Linked DNA regions of Gossypium hirsutum: region 1 is linked to region 2. The links are chromatin contacts, called in public Hi-C maps. All regions are on one chromosome and are shown on one strand. Each heading gives the region's core, a stretch centred on a gene start, on an enhancer-like site or on the middle of the called end of the contact. The rest is flanking DNA. Distances are from core to core; before and after follow the strand shown.

The links. Hi-C and Micro-C count contacts between places; a contact is called where the count stands out from the background.
Region 1: a contact with region 2 is called in a Hi-C map of leaf, with 2.8 times the contacts expected there. The contact joins the promoter of LOC107921997 here to the enhancer-like site in region 2. A contact is called at or near these places in 7 of 34 Hi-C or Micro-C datasets (anther, leaf, petal and 1 more).

What each region holds. Positions count from the first base shown.
Region 1 is chrD01:51,284,487-51,287,349 of Gossypium_hirsutum_v2.1, reverse strand. It overlaps LOC107921997 (ABC transporter B family member 26, chloroplastic), which reads left to right and starts at 1,563. Exons shown (of 18, transcript XM_016851805.2): 1 at 1,563-2,151; 2 at 2,288-2,415; 3 at 2,700-2,742. The coding sequence starts at 1,702. It overlaps LOC107921998, which reads right to left and starts at 1,163. Exons shown (of 4, transcript XM_016851806.2): 1 at 614-1,163; 2 at 321-473; 3 at 1-139. The coding sequence starts at 1,105.
Region 2 is chrD01:51,167,552-51,170,623 of Gossypium_hirsutum_v2.1, reverse strand. No RefSeq gene overlaps it. Among protein-coding and RNA genes, the nearest start is that of LOC107921854, 10 kb to the right of the region's middle. Within about 2 kb of position 1,388, at least 7 of the 9 cell types and tissues checked have an H3K27ac peak or open chromatin away from gene starts, as enhancers often do. A contact at or near this core is called in leaf, where this site is marked.

The DNA.
Region 1 (2,863 bases), core at 314-2,813, 120 kb before region 2:
CTTGCAAAATGTAGCGGAGTTCAGCAGCTTGCCGTCGAATGCTCACACTAGGGTGCTTCTTCTCTAATTGCTGGTACAGAGCAATGCAGTCCGCATGGCGGTTATTCGCCTCATAAGCCATAGCCAGCCATATTTGAATCTGATACCCGCAAAAGGGCGAAAAAAAAAGAGTCTATTAGTCTTTGGCAATTTTTTTTTATTTTTTATTTTTTTTGGGGGCCGGGGGGGGGTTTGGTTCAAACATGGATTTCAATACAGGGCCATCGAAGTTCCTCAAATTTCCGCCTTATCTTATAGGGTAATATCAAGTATCAACCAACCTCACCGCCAAATAATGTTGGCCTGGGAATGATCGTGAGAGCACCTTCAAGAAATTCAATGGCACGTCCGTACATGCCTTTTCCGTAAGCCTTTTGGCCCAATTCGAACATCAATTGTGCCGTAGCTCTCCTCTCTGCCTGTTCCTTAGCCACCTGTTCTCACACAGGCATCTATATCTGATTAAAAAATTTTAAACTTTGAATCTCTAATACAAAATTGGAACGAAAACCGAAAAAAGAAGTAGAGGATTAGTTCTATTTATGTAGCAAGGGAAGAGAGACGAAGGCAAAACCTTTTCGAGCTCTTTTCTCACTCTCATCCTCTTTTCCTCCTCGGTTTCTTCTCTATCTGCACCTTCATCTTCACCTTCAGTTTCCTCTGCTTCCGCTTTACTCTGCAGCTCCTCTGCTTTCTTCTCCAATTCCCTCATCTCCTCAATTTCTTTAACTCTCTTCCTCATTTCGTTCTCCCAATCGTACTCCTCCTCTTCCTCCTCAAATCCGTTGCCGTTTTCATCGTCGTCACTGGACGCCGCGTCAAAATCCACCGCCTTTACTTTCGAATTCGCTTTGCCACGAGCCACGGCCCGGGGTGCCCGATTCTCCCCGTCCCAGTAGTCGAGTTGGCTCTTGTTGGGAAGAGAAACGTGGGAGAAATGAGGATCCCTCTTCTGCAGGTTCAAAACGACGTCGATCGCCAAGGGACGAGATTTTCGGTCCGTCGTAACGGTCCTCGCAGACGTCACGTCTAGTAACAAAGCCAAATTTCCAAGAACCACAGCCATGGCTGGAGTCCGATCCCGAGAGAGAGAAAAGAAGGGTAATAATATGTACCGGGTTCCAGTAAACAAAGCCGCCGTGAACGTGAAGATATTTTTAGAAGGTTGTTTCTTTCTATCTTAATGACTAAATTATCCTTCCATTCGCGTTAAATTTTAATAATGTTTGAAGATAATATTTGAAATCCATGAGGGTGATACCGTCAAAAGAATGTTAACGGGGCGCTACGTTACTACGTAAGACGAGTGTCGTGTGTGGAGACCAAAAAGCTTAATCCGTTCAAACACGTCATCGGAAATAATCTCTCCCATGTACTCCAGGCAACGCTGTCGTTTTATTGGGGCGGATCTAACGGTGTGGCATTCAACACGACGAGACCATCCACTTCACAGAAAACGTTCATAACAAAACAGGAAAAAAATCTTCCAACGCGCGCAGTTAAGCACGCGCGAGAATTTGTGACAATTGTGAATTGTCATTTATTTCCCCTGCCTTAAAATCGGAGGCGTTTCTTGGCAAGTGCACATGGGCCAGAAGCTAAAGATTTTAAAAACATTTAGCTTTATCCCCAAACAAACTCCCTCCATTATTACTCCGTCCAATGGCGCTTCCTCTTTGCTGCAACGCGAAGTTACATCCTGGCTATCGTTCTTCGGCTCATTACCAGCGACTGTTTCATTTCGTTAACCGCCGGACTCTCCGATTTTCCAGGAGTCCTGAGGTCTCGATTTGTTTTAAGAGGATTAGCCATCGCTTAGCTCCTTTAAAATCGTCTTCGATTAACGGATTCTCGCTAGAGACGAATCTAGATCATTTTGAGGAAGAGCATTCCGTAGAGAATGTCGAGTTGCGAGACAGAATTCGGAAATGGATTGATTTTCTTCGATCGGTTTTACCAGGAGGGAGCTGGTGGAGCTTCTCCGATGATGTGGAGATTAAATTCATGGCCAAACCAGTGACGGTTTGGAGGGCGCTTAGTCGAATGTGGCAATTGATTGCTAAAGATCGCTTGGTCATTTTCGCTGCTTTTTCTACCCTTATTGTGGCTGCTGTAAGACCCATTGTGGTTAATGATTTCTGATAATTTATTAGTTATTATCTTGTTTGTTGAAATTATAACTTTACTTTCCGGTGAGATTTTTAGTTTTTGTTTTCTGATCAACTGTTTGGTGCATGTATTGGTTCAGCTTTCGGAAATATCTATCCCGCATTACTTGACCGCAACAATATTTTCGGCACAGAGTCATGAAATAGCAGTGTTCCACAGGAATGTACGCCATCTGATTATGATATGTGTTACCGCAGGAATATGCAGGTCAAAATCTAGTATGGTCAAATCTCCCTTCTATATAAAGTTGCAATACTAAACATGGGATTCTCCTTTTCTTGTGGTCGCAACTAAGCTAAACTGAAGTCATGCTTCTATTAGTCAATGATTTTTTTCCTTTAATTGTTTGCCTGTATTGATGCTTGAAAGGATTCACCATTGCTTAGTTTCCAGTGATTGTAAAAGTTTTAACTATTTTTATTGGAATTTGAGCTTTCATGAAGGAAAAGGTAACAGCTGCTTAGGCTTTGCTGTGTTTGCTTGAATTTCAGTGGTCTGCGAGGATGCTGCTTTGGCATTGCAAATATGATCCTGGTGAGTTTCTTATCATGCTTTTACTGTTTAATCTCCGATGCCTTGTCTGGTTTTCACATAGGGCCCTGTGTTTGGGGGTGTTTCATGGGAACCATTATTCAATTTTTAATTTCCATTTTTG
Region 2 (3,072 bases), core at 139-2,638:
AGATCTTACATGTAGAACTGAGGTTTGTTATATTAGTGTGTGATAGAACTTAAATCACTTGTTGTACGAGGTTGAAAGATAGAGATTATTTTCGGGCAAAGCTAGGGATGGCAATGGAGCAGGGTGTGGGCGAATATTGCTAAATCCACTACTACTCCACAATTGGCACGATCTTCACCACCACCTGCCCTTCTCCATTATGGATATATAATCTTGAAAACAACTACCACCTTCATGGATATTGGATGCATCCATCCCCGCCCCACCTGGCTCCGCTTCAATTTAATTTTTGCAACTTATCTTTAATTTTTCCAATCTTTTTAAATTCAAGTAAATATATAAACATAATTCTTCAAAAAAAATTAAACATAAAATATATTTTTCTATATTATGTTATTACATTTTTACCCTTTAATATTTTATATATAAAAGGATAAAATGGTAATTTCATACAATAGAGCGGGCCGGGGTGAGGGAAGCAATTACGATAACCACTCCATACCCACTATCCAAAAGAAAAAAATCTATCCCGCTCCACCCTACATCCACTTTTCAAGCAAAAATAATACGCTCTAAGAATCCATCGGGTGTTTTAGATTTTTCCATCTTTAGACAAGGCCCCGTAAACATAGGGAAATCGAACTAAATAAATATTTCGTTGTCTTCATTCCTATTTTCTATCGCAATGACACTTCAAGTAGGCATTGCTCCCTTATTATTTCAAGTTTCTACTAAGTTTTTAACAGACTATTCTCTAAATAAAACCCCGTAAACATAAAAGATTTTAAATTGCGTAAAAAAAACTTCTAATGTCTATTTCTATTTTTTCTAGTAGTAGTCACTCTGAATCAACTGGAACTCCTTTCAAGGGTAAAATTATTATTGTACCCCACTTTATTTTAAAATAATTATTATAAATATAATTTTAGTTATTATTTAATATAAAGTTTCTATCATTTTAATATTTTATTTAATAAATTTAAATATTATATAATATAAAATTTTTAATGTATATTTTATTTTTTTAATATTTTTTTTACAAAAAATAGTTTTAACAGAGTTTAATTGTTTATTATATTTATAATAAAAATGTTGTTGATACACTACTAATTTTTTAATTATTATTTTCTATAAATATTTTTAAAAATATTTATTTATTAGCTTCAAAAGTATTAAATAAAATACCACTTTCTTTATATATTTATACCTTTAAATAATATACTTCTCATTATGATTCATTCAACTGCCATTAATTGAATTCAAACACATATTCTATTATTGATTTTAATTTTTTTTAATAATTTGCTGGGTATTATTATTAGAACACCAAACACAATGTAGCCCAATAAAAGGCAAAAAAGTAGGCCCAATTATATGACCCAACCCCGCGAAAAGGCAGGAGATGCTCTGAAAGCCTCCAAATTGTAACAGGTACAATTAATATTAGCACGACTCCTGAAAACACAAACAGAAAAAGCTTCCAACTTTAATGGTTTCTCTTTTCAAAGTTTCAAGAACTGTTCATCTGCTTCCTCCATCTCTTTAGATCCCCCATCTCTCCAATTTTCATGACAGATTACTCACCCATCAGATCGGCAAGCTGCATAATCGTTCTCTCTCGACCTCCTCATATTCCAATGTTTCTTTTGTCTCAAACCCTCCGTCGCAAGTAGATGAGCCACTCCATTTTTTAACATTCCCCGTATTTGAACTTGCATATTTGAAAACTCCTGCTAAGCCCTTGACAGTCTTTTATGTAGGCATGGATTTTTGATTTGTCATTATCCTTCTGCTGTGCTTTTTTTATGACAGACAAGGCATCACCTTCTATCTCCACGGTAGTGAAACCCAAATCCAGTCCCATTTGAAGACATTAAATACAAGTCAGGGCCTCTGCTGTAAAAACCGAAGGTATGTTATCATTGAGAACAGTTCTAGAACCCAGGACTCTTCCATTTGCACCCTGAATCACTAGCCCTGAAATTTTCAAAGAACCAGGTAACCCAATCCAGAAAACACAGATTTTCAAATTAGCTAAGCCATGCACATTGTAATTGTCGCCAAATCTCCTTGATCGCAGGGCAGTCCCTAAAAGCATGCTTTAAAGTCTCTGTTGAATCTGCACATTTAGAACAAACAGTTTCGTTTGATAACCGCTTGTAATATAAATTACATAGAGTAGGGATATAATTCTTCGAGCATCTCCAGAATGTAATTTTCAATTTGGTGGGTAGTTGTAGGCCCCATAATTTTTTGTAAAACTGTCTGTATGTTGTCTGTTCAAGTAGAAGGTTAGGGTCCATTGATTGTTGTAGAAGCAATTTATAAGCACTGCGGACAGAATAGTCACCAGAGACCTCTCCTTTCCACACTTGAAAATCCTCATGTGCAATCCTCACCAAAGGAATTCTTAAAATTCTTTCAGCATCAATCTTAGAAAAGGTATTATGAATTAGCCCTTCATTCCACTGCCTTGAATCCCTTTCAATTATATCTGCCACCATCATTGAATCTGGGATAAGATCACTCATTCATACTTTGTAATTAACAAAAGCCTAGAACCCAAGTAGCCTTCGTAATTGAGATGTTAGTACTTGTTCCCACTCGCCACCACATTCCATCCTGTAGAATTCCTTTTGAAGCCCAAATACTTCGTCAAGTATATGAAGGTATACTCCCTAATCCTACATTGAGAAAGTCAGTTTCAATATAGTATTTAGCTTTTAACGTATGCGCTAACAAGGAATTTGGATAATTAATGAACCGCCATCCTTGTTTTGCAAGTAACAAAATATTGAATTTTGCTAAACACCGATACCCTAGACCACCATTTTCCTTTAAATTGTAAAGTTTTCTCCATCCACACCAATGAATACCTCTCTTCCCATGCTTTTTTGCCACTGAAAATTCGCAATTATGCCTTCCATTTCATTACAAAGAGAGATCGGAAGTAAAAAAACAAGCCATCGTGTAAGTCAGAATGGCTTGTAAAATTGATTTTATAAAAATTTCTCTACCTCCTTGAGATAGAAACCTGGTGCTCCAACTATCAATTTTACATCTCATCCGATC